2 separate regions of the Sus scrofa genome follow, and region 1 is linked to region 2. The links are chromatin contacts, called in public HiChIP or PLAC-seq maps. All regions are on one chromosome and are shown on one strand. The core of a region is the stretch at or near the end of the contact, and the rest is flanking DNA. Distances in the headings are between cores, read along the strand shown. Region 1 holds the start of ZBTB47 (zinc finger and BTB domain-containing protein 47). Region 2 holds the start of NKTR (NK-tumor recognition protein).

Evidence for each region. HiChIP or PLAC-seq counts read pairs in DNA pulled down with a chosen protein or histone mark.
Region 1: a contact with region 2 is called in an H3K27ac HiChIP or PLAC-seq map of skeletal muscle. The contact joins the promoter of ZBTB47 here to the promoter of NKTR in region 2. A contact is called at or near these places in 2 of 47 Hi-C or Micro-C datasets (both in embryonic fibroblasts) and 1 of 2 datasets of contacts at active chromatin or transcription factors (skeletal muscle).

Annotation. Positions count from the first base shown.
Region 1 is chr13:26,179,329-26,186,367 of Sscrofa11.1, forward strand. It overlaps ZBTB47 (zinc finger and BTB domain-containing protein 47), which reads left to right and starts at 1,940. Exons shown (of 6, transcript XM_021071707.1): 1 at 1,940-2,125; 2 at 6,489-7,039. The coding sequence starts at 6,570.
Region 2 is chr13:26,123,632-26,130,001 of Sscrofa11.1, forward strand. It overlaps NKTR (NK-tumor recognition protein), which reads left to right and starts at 1,433. Exons shown (of 18, transcript XR_002338233.1): 1 at 1,433-1,629; 2 at 1,815-1,895. It also overlaps a transcript of SEC22C not described here.

The DNA.
Region 1 (7,039 bases), core at 690-3,189, 56 kb after region 2:
TGCCCCAGTGCAGTTTGAGACTGTTCTTCCTCTCTGACATAGGATAGAAGTTTGGGGCTAGACGCTTAGGACAGTTGTGAGAAAACTCATGAGCTGGACTCTGGAGGCAGGAGCATGGCTTCACTGACCTTGCCAACACCCACCCCCAAGTGTCTGAGGATCATCCAGCCCTGCCCTTCATAAACTGGCTTGCCCTGGGGCATGCGAGTATGGCCTGGGATCCCCTTCCCCAATAATGGCCCCACCCTAACCCCTCCAGAAAGCCTGCCTTGACTAACTCTGAAGGGAAGCTCCAGTGGCATGGTCTTCTCCAAGGCTAAGAGAATGATTCTGCCTGTCTCCATGTGGCCATGCCTACCTGACAAGAATCTGGATTCTGCTGCACCAAATCACCCCCTTGTTCCCTGCAGAAATTTCACTCTTTTCTCTCCTGGCTTTTGCAGGTACTATTCTCTCTGCCTGGTGTACCCTTCCATGCCCTCTCCAATGCCCCTGCCCCGTCCTCTTTTGCTTTCAGTAAACGTGACTCAACTTTCAGTCTTCAGCTCTAGGCAGCCCCATTTGAGCCTATCGGACTGAGCTCTTCAGTGTTTTCCTGACAGGTTTCATTGATTCAAGTGCCAGTAGCCTCTCTCAGAGCTGGCTCTGCCCTAGGTCTCCTCTAGTAGATGGGCCATGGGCAGAGAAGCAAGAAGGGAACAGCTGGGGTCTTCAGGAAGACTAAGCCCCCCAATTCCCTCCCTTCTCACCCAGACTCCAGCCCCTCCTTTGGCTTGACCACTGCAACCAAGGCCAATCTCCCCCTACCTTGGTCACACTGGCCACACCCCCTGCCAAGCTTTGGCTAGGAAGTGGCCCCAGGAGTATCTGGTGCAGCCCTCTCTGCCAGGCTCTTTCCAGCCTGCCCTTTCCTTGGCTCATAATGCTGCTGTCTGGCTGTGTAATCTGTCCTGCTTTGCCTTCACTGTCCTTATCCAGCCAAGGGGTATGCAATTCCTTACCACCTTCCAGGCCTGTGCAAGGATCCACTGAGACAAATGAAGTGAATTCGGATGGAGGAAGAAGCAGAAGGCAGCCCTGAGGTGATGGGCTGGTCAGGCAAGCAGGTCACTCCAGCCTGGCCTCAGCCTGAGGCCTCCAGGAATTGAGCCAGCTGTCTCTGCAACAACCATGGCCCCAGAAGTATAGGCTATCTGCAGTGGCCATCTCTGGGGTCATGTCCCCATCTGTGCCCATTCCTCTCTTCCCCTCTCTTTTCACCAAATACTCTCCTCACCCTCTATCTGGCTATGTGTTTTCCTCCCCTTTCTCTTTGCACTCTTTGGCCACCACAATCTTTGTCTGTGAGATGTTTGCTCCCTGGCCCTGGGATGGCCCTGTCTTAAGGGCCTCCCATCTTGGACCCAGGACTGACATCAGACTACAGGATGGCTCCTGCCTGGGCTCTTGGCCTCTTCTCCATTTCCTCTCCTATCACCCAAACTAAATCACTCTGAACAGGCCCCAGAGTCCCTTCCCACTCTTGAGTAAGGTGGTATACCCAGGGGACACTGCTATAGCTGGGCATGGGTGGGTGTGTACGCACGAATGCACGTGAGGAAGGAGGAGTGAGGGATACTGTGTGGTAGTACCAGGATAGGGGCAATGTGAGAGAGACCAAAGATGAGGCAGCAGTCAGCTTGGAGTAGGGGCACAGAAAGGCATCTGAATGATGACATAGGCCACATGAGAGGCCCACAGAGGCCCCCTCTCCACAGTGGTGGCCCAGCCACCACCTGGATCCTGCCAGGCCCAGGGCCCTGTGGTCCCCACCCTGCTGCCTGCTTAGCCTGGCAGTGTTCCTTTGCAGCCTCCTGCCAGCACAGCCAGCCCCCTGCCCCCACTGGTGTCCATGCCAGAGCAGCATTCCGCAGGCCTGGCTGCATCTCCCCAGCAGAGACAGAGCAGGGAGGCCTCTCGGCAGCCATCAAGGCACAGGGCTTGGGGTACACGGTGGGCCTCTGGCCTTCACTCTGGTCTTGCCTTCTCAGGCACTAGCCCTGTCACCTTAAAGGATCTGCAGCTATGGTCTAGTTCTTGCATCTCCTGCCCTGGGCGGCCCTGTGCAGCCAGAGGTGGTCACCGGGTAGGTATGGGTCGACCAGAACCAAATCCTGGAGGCACAGGACAAAATGAACTTTGAGCTGCCCTGGGGTGGGGGTGGGGTAAGGTGCCAGGCTATTTGGAGATCCTAGACTCAACCTCAGGTCAGAGCAGCCCAGGCCAAAGGGTGGGGGTGGTGACGTGGCTAGGATACTGGGTTCCGTTCCTCGTTCCTCAGTGTGAGGTTGCGCAGGGGAGCAGGTGTAAAAGCTTTTTCTGCAGCTGGTTGAGGGGCGGGAGTGCCCAGTTTCCCGATTTCAGGGCCGCCTCCTACTCCGACCCCGCCTCTGTGGCGCAGCTGGAGGGCACCGAGGTTAGACTCAGGGACGAACTTCCCAGCGGAAAGGGGTCTCAGCGCGGGAAAGTGAGGCCGGGTCTATCGGCTAGGATGGGAGAAACGGGGCCTGGCCAGGGCCCCTGGCAGCCCGAGGCGGGGCGGGCCGCAGCGGGACAGAGCGCACCACGCGTGTCCGCGGCCCCCGCCGGCACGCAGGGCGGCCTGGCCCTTTAAGCGTCCAGACGGCGGCCCCAGCTGACGCACGGGCTCCAATCCGCGCCCCGCGCCCCCCGCCCGCCGCGCCCGAGGCTCTGGGGCCGCAGCTGCTCGGCGGCTGGACTCGCCGCGGCCCTGCGCCTCAGCCCGCCCGGCCGCGCCCCCGGGGGCCATGGTCGCGGGGCCCTGCGCGGGGGCGGCCCCCAGCGCGGCGCTTCATGGAGCGGCCCCGGCCCGGCCGCCGGGGGCAGCGCGATCCCGCGGGGCCCTGTGAGCCCCCAGCGCCGCGGCACCATGGTACGCAAGGCCTTGCCTGTCCCCCCGCTTATCCGCCCACCTGCCCGCTCTGCCCTCCAGAGCGCACGGCTTTCCGGCTTGGGGTGGAGGGGCTGGAGAGATCTTCCCCCTCGCTGGGTCTCCCTGACCCCTTCTCTGGGTCCCTGTGGGCCGGGAATGCGGCGCTCTGGCGCGGCCTTCGGCGGGGAGGGGGTTAAATTCCTGGGGTGGGGGCCCTGGCGCGAGAGGCTGAGGTCCTGCTAGGCACGGGCGGAGGGGGGCGCTTCCCTGAGCCCGGGACGGCGCCGCCCTCGGACTGGGTGGGGGGGCGGGGGGAGGTCGGATTCCCGCCTGGGCCTTGGGCCACGTGGGCGCTGGAGCCGACCTGACTGGGGATTCGGGGCTCCTGGGCCAAGGTGGGGGTGGGGGGGCGGGGGGCTGCGCCTGCAGCTCTGTCCAAATTCCTGTGTGACCTTGGGCCAGTCCTCCACCCTCTCTGGGCCTGTTTCTCCAGAAAGGACTGGTGTACTTGAATGCAGTGGAGGCTGGCATAGACTCCCTAAAAGGAGGAGCCTGGAAATCATGAGCCTGTGCCCCCTTGCTCATTCTGGGCCCGCCCACTGCTGCCGGGAGATGGAAGGATTGACATGAGAGTAGGGGTTGCAGATGGACGCCCAGGTTTCATCCTGAGGCCTCCAGGGAGACACTGGAACAGGGTAGGGAGCTGGTGGTATCATGACAATGAGGCAGGGGCCCTTTAGGAGTAGAAGGCTGTGACTCTGGTGAGCAGCCTCAGCAGGTGTCCCTGGCACCTGGCTTCCCCCAGCCTGGCTTGGGGGTAGGGTTTGAAGGCATGAAGTGCCCTGGCAGTAGAAGTGCTTGACCACTCCCCTGGACTTGTATCTTAGCTGGGCTGGCCTGGGCTTAAGGGTGGGGTGTGTGGCTGCAGCTGGTATAGTCAGATGGGGAGGGGCATCTGCAGCTTCAGGGAATGGGCATTTCTGGCTGGAGAGTCAGACACAGCTGGTGGGCCCTGTGTGGGAGGTACTAGGTTAGAGGGTAACCAATCAGTGCCCTGCTGAAGGGCTGGCAGTTGTGGATTCAGGCAGCATCTATATGCCCGGCCAAGGAAGTCCAGTCAGGGTGCCTGGTTGTGAGGTTCTCAGGCCCCTCAAGGGCCAAGGATGGTGCTAGTTTGGCAGAAGGGATTGCCTTAGAAATAGAAACTTTGGGACAGCAATACCCCCCAGGCTAGCCCCTCTTCCTCTGCTGAGGCCAGAGGGGTCCTCACTGGATCCTGGGACCACAACTGCACACAGGAAATGTCAAGCACTACCCTTACCCCATGGCAGACAGGCACTGGAGGGCTCTCCGTAAAAGGGGAGCAGTGGAACAAAAGCCCTGTGGCCTGTGGTGGGCACCCTACAACAGGCCTGACATTGACCAGCCCTTATTCCAAGCCACTTGCCTGCCACTGTCTGGCCCCTGGAGGCCCTGAGGGGCCCCTGTTGCAAATCCCAAGTTGCACCCTGACCCCTCACTGAGGTGTAGGTGGCAGCAGCTCTGGGAAGGAGGGTGCAGGTCTCTGGAAGTGGTTATGGGGTCTGGGGAAGCACATCTGGTCCCTTGGTTGGGAGGGTCCCCAGATGCCTTGTCCTGCTTTTTAAGTCATTAAAGGCCAAGAAATACTTCCACGTGGAATGATGTCTTATCCAGCATGGATGGTATTAGTCCAGTGGAGCTAAAAGGACAGGGGCTCTGCTACTGCTCACTATGGGACTCTCCCATTTTGAGCCTCAGTTTCCCTGTCTGTGTAATAGGATTTGGTCCCAGAAGATGAATCAGAATGAGTCAGAGGATGGAGATGGGAAGGGCTTGGCACCTTATCTGCATTAGATTGGCCAGGCCTGGATGGGCTAGCAGCCCTGAAGCAGAAGAGCAGATGGGTAGCTTCTTGGCTAGGGGGGAGGATGTGTGCAGAGAGAACTTAAGAGAGATAGTGGTAAGAGAGAGGGCATGAGGTTGGTGCTGCCCTAGGCTGCTGGGTGTGGAGGGTAGAGCCCAGGGCAGGTCTAGCAGCAGGTTGCCCCTGGTGGCTCCCTGGAGCTCATCCAGAGGCCCAGGGCAGATCCTCCTTCAGGTGACTGAGAAGTTGAACACCCCTCAACCGCTACCCAGTCTGGAAAGACTAGCATGAAGGGAAGGTGTGGGCTGTGGATAGATAGGCTGGCGTTTCAAACCAGGGTTTCTAGGAAGGTGCCTGGGGTAAGGGAACTGATGGCTTTGCAGTGAGGCAAGGTACCCTCAAGTGTAGGAAGCTCTGACTCTGCTGGACAGGGCCTGAGGAGGGCCAGAACCTGGAACCTGTGGGTTATCATTAATTGAACATCTACTGTGGGCTGGACCCATGCAGAGGGCCGGGCAGCCTGTCTGTCTATGCTGCCTGCCTTTTAGGGAAGCTGCTGTGTGGGACCAGGAATAATTAAGCCAGCCCTTATTCTAGGCAATTCACAGGTTCTAGATGTGGCCCAAGGGTCTAATGGTCTGATCCATCAGATTCCAGGGCCTCCCTGAGGCTCTAGAAGCCCCTAGTGGTGTGACCTCCAAGATGAGGCCACCTCAGAGCCTCTGGGCATGGACTACACCTGATCTGGGGTCCGGGGCCCTAGAGGGCAAAGGGTTTGGGGCAGGCTTGGGTAATTTCTGTCTCCAGGCATGGTAGACAGGTACCACAGCTGTGTCCTTTGCTCCCACAAAACCTTTATGTGAGGGGGAGCCACCGGCTACCAGGCCTGAGGCCACAGGCAACAGCCTGGCCCAAGCTCTGGCCAAAGATGAAGGAGCTGGCTAGACCTCACTAACCTCCTTCAATAGGGCAACAGGACCAGGGTGGGGAGAATCTAGGCCTTGGCCCAGGATTTCTTCCCAAAAGTTTTTATCTCTGCATGGCCTCAGGCCCTGGCCTTGAGGCCTGCTGTGGGTGAGGTGAGGGGTTCCCTCAGGTGCTAACCCAGGGGTGTAGTGCCCAGAGGCAGATCAGTGAGCCAGTGAGCCTGACTTCTGCTCTTAAGGTGTCTGGGGTTGGGCAGGCTTGGTTTTATTTGTATGTGAGTGAGTATGGGGGACAAAATTCATGGAGCCTAGGACATGCTGAAAGGATACCTCTGGGGGATGCTTCTTGGGGGACAACCCGGTCCTGGTTTGCTGGGGTCAGCCCTGGTTTTAGCAACTCAGGAAAGTTCAGCATCTTGGGAAACCCCCAGGTTCCTGGTCCACCTGGACAATTGGTCACCCTTGTCCCTTTCTCTTCCCCTTTCCCCTTCCCTTCCCGGGATGACTTCTTCCATTTCCCAGTGGAAGAGCTGGAGGCTAAGAAAAGTTAACCACTTTCTGATCTGTGGCCTCAGAAAGTCACGACCAGAATTTGAGCTCTGAGGGACATTGAACTCGGGCTTGAATCCCAGTTTCCTCTTGTCCTTGCTTCGGCTTTGGCTCCTCTGTTATGGGGAGCCAGAAGTGATGGGGTGGACCGCCTCCTGGATGGCTTTGACCTGACCCTGTGCCCTCTGCCCCTCAGTTGCTGGTTGAGAAGACGACGGACTCACCAGCGGCCGAGTTCTCGCTGGTGGAGGACGTGGCGCTGCACTTTGCCTGCTTGATGGGCCGCCTGAACGAGCAGCGCCTCTTCCAGCCCGACCTGTGTGACGTGGATCTGGTGCTGGTGCCCCAGCGTAGTGTCTTCCCAGCACACAAGGGCGTGCTGGCCGCCTACAGCCAGTTCTTCCACTCGCTCTTCACCCAGAACAAGCAGCTGCAGCGTGTGGAGCTGTCCCTGGAGGCTCTGGCCCCCGGCGGTCTGCAGCAGATCCTCAACTTCATCTACACATCCAAGCTGCTGGTCAACGCAGCCAACGTCCACGAGGTGCTCAGTGCTGCCTCGCTGCTGCAGATGGCTGACATCGCTGCATCCTGCCAGGAGCTGCTGGACGCCCGCTCCCTTGGGCCCCCAGGCCCTGGTGCCGTGGCCCTCGCCCAGCCAGCCACCAGCTGCACCCCGGCCGCGCCGCCCTACTACTGCGACATCAAGCAGGAGGCGGATGCCCCAGGCCTGCCCAAGATCTATGCCCG
Region 2 (6,370 bases), core at 183-2,682:
AATGTCCATTGAGAGAGGAGTGGATCAAGAAGATGTGGTACATATACACAATGGAATATTACTCAGCCATTAAAATGAACGAAATACCAGCATTTTTAGCAACATGGACGGACCTAGAAATTATCATGCTATGTGAAGTCAGTCATACAATGAGACACCAACATCAAATGTTCCCTGACATGTGGAAACTGAAAAAAGGACAGACGGAACTTCTTTGCAGAACAGATGCTGACTCCAGACTTTGAAAAACTTATGGTCTCCAGAGGAGACAGTTTGCGGGGTGGGGGGAATGTGCTTGGGTTGTGGGACGGAAATCCTGTGAAATTGGATTGTGATAATTAGTATACAACTACAGATGTGATAAATTCAGTGAGTGATTAAAAAAAAAAAGTTCTCAAGTAAAAAAATCTAAATATAAAAAAAAAAAACAGAAGAAAATCTTCACAAGCTTCAGGTAGGCAGACGTTTCTTACACAAGGAGCACAAACCATAAAAGAAAAAAAAATGATCATTAACTTCTTCAAAAATTAAAAACTGCTTTGCGCTGTCAAAACAATGAAAAGACAAGGCACGCGGATTGAGAAAATATTCCCAGCTATATAAACCTAACAAAAGATTCGCATTTAGAACATACATATACAGCATTTAAGAACACATTAGTATCCAGGAGTTCACCTCCTGGCGTAGTGGTTAACGAATCCAACTAGGAACCATGAGGTTGCGGGTTAGATCTCTGGCCTAGCTCACTGGGTTAAGGATCCCGTGATGTAGGTCGCAGACGAGGCTCAGATCTGGCGTTGCTGTGGCTCTGGTGTATGCCAGCAGCTACAGCTCTGATGGACCCCTAGGCTGGGAACTTCCATATGCCGCTGGTGCGGCCCTAAAAGGACAAAATCAAAACAAAAACAACAATAAAAAAACCAACCAACCAACCAAAACGCATTAGTATCCAGAACTCTTGCATTCTATAAGATGAAGAACGCGATTGAAGTAAAGGGAAAGGTCTTGAACTGACTTCACAAAGGAGGTAGAATGAACTTGGACCCAACTAACGCAGACGCCAAAACAGGAAGCACACGTCAACCTAAAGGGCCTTTGAAGTGAGACAAACGGTCTAACAGGATGGTATCGTAACTACTTCCTGAGAAAAACAAAAGCCAAAGCCCTGTCGGCTCATTAAACCTTAAGAACTTAATTCTCACAAGTCTCTCAGAGGTGTACACAACAGGATAACCTCCCGAAATTCGCAAATGCGTAGACATGGCCTTTCGGAAAGGATGACAGGAAGTAAAGAGCGCAGGCGTGTCCAGAGCTCCCAGATTGGGCGACTGCTTCCAACGTAAAGGGAGAAAGAGGCGGGGCAAAAAAGAAGAACCTTTCAGCTGGCGGCTCCTTGAGCTCCCAGACACGCCCACGTACGCGTACTCCCTTAGGTTAATCACTTCCTTCGAGACCGTGCTCTCGCGGTATTTGTCCCGACTCTCGCGGGGTTTAGCGTGGCACTGGGAGGCCGGACCAGGGGGCGGTGGGGGGATGTTGGTGGTCCGTTAAGTGGCGTTGAGGTCCAGCGCCGGTGGCAGCGCTTTCTTTTCTTCTCACGCGGAGCTGCTCAGGTTGGAAGCCTGCAAGGTGAAAAGCTCGTCTGCATGTGTGTGCGCGCTCCAAGGGAGCCGGGCGGCCTGGGGTGAGAGGGAGCACTGTCTCGGCCTCCGGCGCTGTCGCAACAGGCCGGCGGGAGGCAACTGTGGCGCGGGCTCCGCCCCAGCCCCCGCCCTAGCTCCCGCCCTGACCGCTTTCCTTCCCCTCTCTCCCAGCTCTTGCCGCTGCCTCGGTCGCGATGGGGGCGCAGGACCGGCCGCAGTGCCACTTCGACATCGAGATCAACCGAGAGCCGGGTGAGCCGGGAGACTGAGGAGCCCTGCCGGGCCTGGGCTTGCCTTGGGGAAGGGGAGGGGTCTACCCTCATCAACCCTCCCCCAAGCCTTTTTGGGAGCTGGTTGGCGCAGTCAGCTGTCCCTTTTCTCCTGAGCCAGAATCTGTGGAGAAGAGGGGGCCCTGGATACTCCAATCCTAATCAGAGTACAGGCCTCGTCCTCTCAAGCCCCATGCCCCCCTGTACCCCCGAACTGAGCGTTCATGCCAAGCCTAGCGCCAAGAAAAACGGTGCAGTCCTTTTTGGACTTTATCTGTCTCAGTTTTTCTAGGGGGCAAACACTCCCAAATCGGATTTCTGGTATCTCGCTCTGTACAGTGAGCTTTGGATTTGTATAGTCTATATTTCCCAATCCTAGTGTATCATTAATAGGTTAGCTCCACTTGTATATTTCGTTAAGTATGTTTAGCCAGGATTTCTTGGTTCGTGGCAAAAGGACCTAGCGCATGTCTTGGGTGATAAACCAAAGCATTCTGTACTAGCAGACTTGCAGCGTGTGGGCACTTAGCATAAATGTTTTGTCTTTAGAGAATCCAGCCATTCGTTAGTATATTTTGTTGGAAATAAAATATTTTCTTGTAAAGAGTAGTTGTTTCATTCTAAGTAGCAGAGCGTGCAGGGTTTCAAACTGTTGCCTATTTTTTTTGTTTGTTTGTTTGTTTGTTTTAGTATCTTTGTATGGAAAGTTTTAATTGGAGGCATATATACAGTCTTTGTGTCCAATCTCCTTCTGCAGATTCTACCTGCTACTGTTCTAGACTCTGTGGATATAGCAATGAATAAAACAAAGGCTTCTCTTCCTTGTAGTTTATATTCTATTGGGGGAGGCAGACAATAAATCAGGAAAAAAAAAAAGTGCCTTGTAGTAAGGGTACAGTTTTAATAGGTTGGTCAGAAAAGGCCATTTTGAGAAGATAACATTTAAGCAGATCCGAAGGAGATGAGGACATGTGCCCTGTGGATATTTTTGAGAACAGCATTCCTGGTAGAATAGTTAATACAAAGGCCCTGAAGAGTGTATCTGCTTGTCTCAGGAACAGCAGGAAGCCCAGGAGAGCTGGAGTACAGGCAGGAGACTAGCAGGAAATGGGTAAAGGCCATAGTAAGAACTTTGACTCCCCTGAGATAAGATATTGAAGGGTTTTGAGCAAAGGAATGAAGTGATTTTAGAAATTCTGCTGCACTCTTTCTTGTTCACATTTTGAGCCTTGATGGATGTTAATCCTTATCCATAGTGAACGTATGTTTCAAATAATAGGTTTTGTATTTTTTAAAGAATTAAAAATAGAAGGCTCCTGAAAAGTTTAGGTAAAGCAAAGATTCTGTAGCCCTGTAAAATATTCTTTTCCTTGTACCTGTTCATATCCTAGTTTTGCAAATAACTTTTGTTGTGAAATGTCTCTAGAATATGTTTGGTAAATGTTGAATGAACTTTAGTCCTCAACATCGAAGGTAATTTATTATAATACCATTCTGGTAGAAATGTCTGGCCTATTTGAGAACACTGAATCATGTAGAAAACAAGGAATGCTTATTTTGTCCTAGGATGAACCAGTTGATAATTGGCAACTTCGTACGGTTCATTCTCTTCTGTAATACTTCTGTAAGCATTTTCCAGTATATTATCTAAGTAGTAGGTACTGATTTTTACACAGCTTTTAAGGATCACTTCGTTTGTTTAAAGTGAGATGTACTTTTTTGTAGGATTTAAACATTAGTACATATGTCACTGAGTACTTACTCAAGTAATGCTTTTGAACTTTTTTTTTTTTTTTGGTCTTTTTGGTCTTTTTGCCATTTCTTGGGCCACTCCCATGGCATATGGAGGTTCCCAGGTTAGGGGTTGAATCCGAGCTGTAGCCGCCTGCCTACGCCAGAGCCAAGCAACGTGGGATCCGAGCTCGTCTGCAGCCTACACCACAGCTCATGGCAACACTGGATCCTTAACCCACTGAGCAAGGGCAGGGATCGAACCCGTAACCTCATGGTTCCTAGTCGGATTCGTTAACCACTGAGCCACGAGGGGATCTCCAAGTAATGCTTTTGACCTCTCTGTATAGTTAATGATTCACTTGATGTAAATACAAAGTAATATTGATATCTTTGATTTACTCTGGTAAGGAAAGATCCTTTAAGAGTTGCCATACTGTCCACATTAATGAAAGATCAAGAAGTACTGATAAAAATTGTGTTGAATACAGCACAATACGTATTCTTCTCCATTTCTCTCAATGGAAATTGCTGTATTTTATAGCAAACAAGTTAACTAGACTTGGGAATTCTAAAGCTACCAGATAAATACAAGTGTATATTAAAAGAGGAAAAGTCTTTACTTGAGTATAGTTATGGAACTATTCATGTTGTTATTTCTCTTTGGCGGTTTGTGGCTTTTAAGCAATTGATCCCTCCCAACATAGTCTTTAATTTAGTATCTGTGGCTTCTGCAGTGATATCTCCTTCATTCCTCATATTCATAACTTGTGCCTATTATCTTTTTTCTTTGGCCAGTTTGGCTAGAGGTTTATCAATTTTACTGTAAATTCATTTCGTTGATTTTTTTGTATTCTGTTTTCAGTTTCATTGATTTCTGTTCTTTTTTTTTCTTTTTTTCCTTTTTTTTGTCTTTTTGTCTTTTTAGGGCTGCACTCAGGGCATATGAAAGTTCCCAGGCCAGGGGGTCTAATCGTCTAATTGGAGCTGCAGCTGCTGGCCTACACCAGTGCCACAGCAGCACCAGATCCAAGCTGCCTCTGTGATCTACACTACAGCTCACGGCTGTATGAATGTCTATTCTACTTTTTTTGGGCGGGGGGAGCTGCACCTGTGGCATATGGAAATTCCTAGGCTAGGGGTCCAGTTAGAGCTGCAGCTGCTGGCCTATGCCACAGCCACACCAAATCCTAGACGTGTCTGCAACCTACACCACAGCTCATGGCAATGCCGATCCTTAACCCATGATCAAGGCCAGGGATCAAACCTGCATCCTCATAGATACGAGTTGGGTTCATTACTACTGAGCCACAATGGGAACTCCTATTCTACTGTTTTTGTGGAGAATGTTCTAAAATATCAGTTAGACCCAGTTGGCTGATAGTGTTTTTCATTTCTTCTATAACCTGACTGATTTTCTGTTTACTTGTTTTATTGATTATGAAGAGAGGAATATTGAAATCTCTAGTTATAATTGTAGATTTGTTTATTTCTCCTTTTAGTTCTATCAGTTCTTGCTTCATTTACTTTGGGGCTCTTTTGTTAAGTAGATGCGTGCACATTTAGGATTGTTCTCTCTTAAAGAATTAACCCATTTATGATTATATAATGACCCTTTTTATTCCTGGTAATTTTCCTTGCTCCAAAGTCCACATTATCTGATACGAATATAGCTCCTTCACCTTTCTTTTTATTAGTGTTCAAATGGTATGTTATTTTCTACTTTTAACCTACTTATATTTAAAGTGGGTTTTTTGGAGATAGCAAATTGATTGGTCTTGGTTTTTTATCCATTCTCACAATCTCTGTCTTTTAATCAATATATTTCAACTATTCACATTTAATTTAATTGTTATGTTTGGATTGGTCTCTTTAATAATTGTTTTTGCTTCCTCTGTTTTTATTGTTTTTATTCTTTTTTCTTGCCTTCTGGATTATTTAAATGTTTTTGTGTATTTCAAAACTCTGTTGAATTTTTGGATATATATCTCTGTATAGGTTTTAGTTTTTTGGTTTTTTTTTAATGATTACTTTAGAGATTATAATATGTATATTTGGCTTTTCACAGTGTACTTAGAATTAATATTTTACCACTTAAAGTGAACTGTTAAAATCATCCCACACACTACATCCTTTACTTCTCACCTTATATAAAGGATGTAATGTATGGGATGATTTTGTCATATGTATTACATTTTGTCATGTGTATTACATCTACAAACACTGAAAATTTGCTTTCAGATGTCACATGTATTTTAAAGAGCTTAAGAGGAGAAAAAAATATGCTTATCTTTACCTTTTCTGTTGCTGTTTGTTCATTTTTGTTATTTAGGTTTTTGTTTTGTTTTGGCCATGCCTGTCACGTGCAGAAGCTCCCAGGCCAAGGACTAAACCTGTGCCACAGCATGGCAATGCTAGATTTTTTTTTTTTGTCTTTTTTTTTTTTTTTTTTGCCATTTCTTGGGCCACTGCCACGGCATATGGAGATTCCCAGGCTAGGGGTCTAATCGGAGCTGTAGCCGCCGGCCTATGCCACAGCCGCAGCCACGCAGGATCCAAGCCACGGCTGCAACTTACACCACAGCTCACGGCGACACCGAATCCTTAACCCACTGATCAAGGCCAGGGATCAAACCCGAAACGTCATGGTTCCTAGTTGGATTTGTTAACCACTGCACCACGATGGGAACTCCAACAATGCTAGATTCTTACTCCCCTATGCCACCA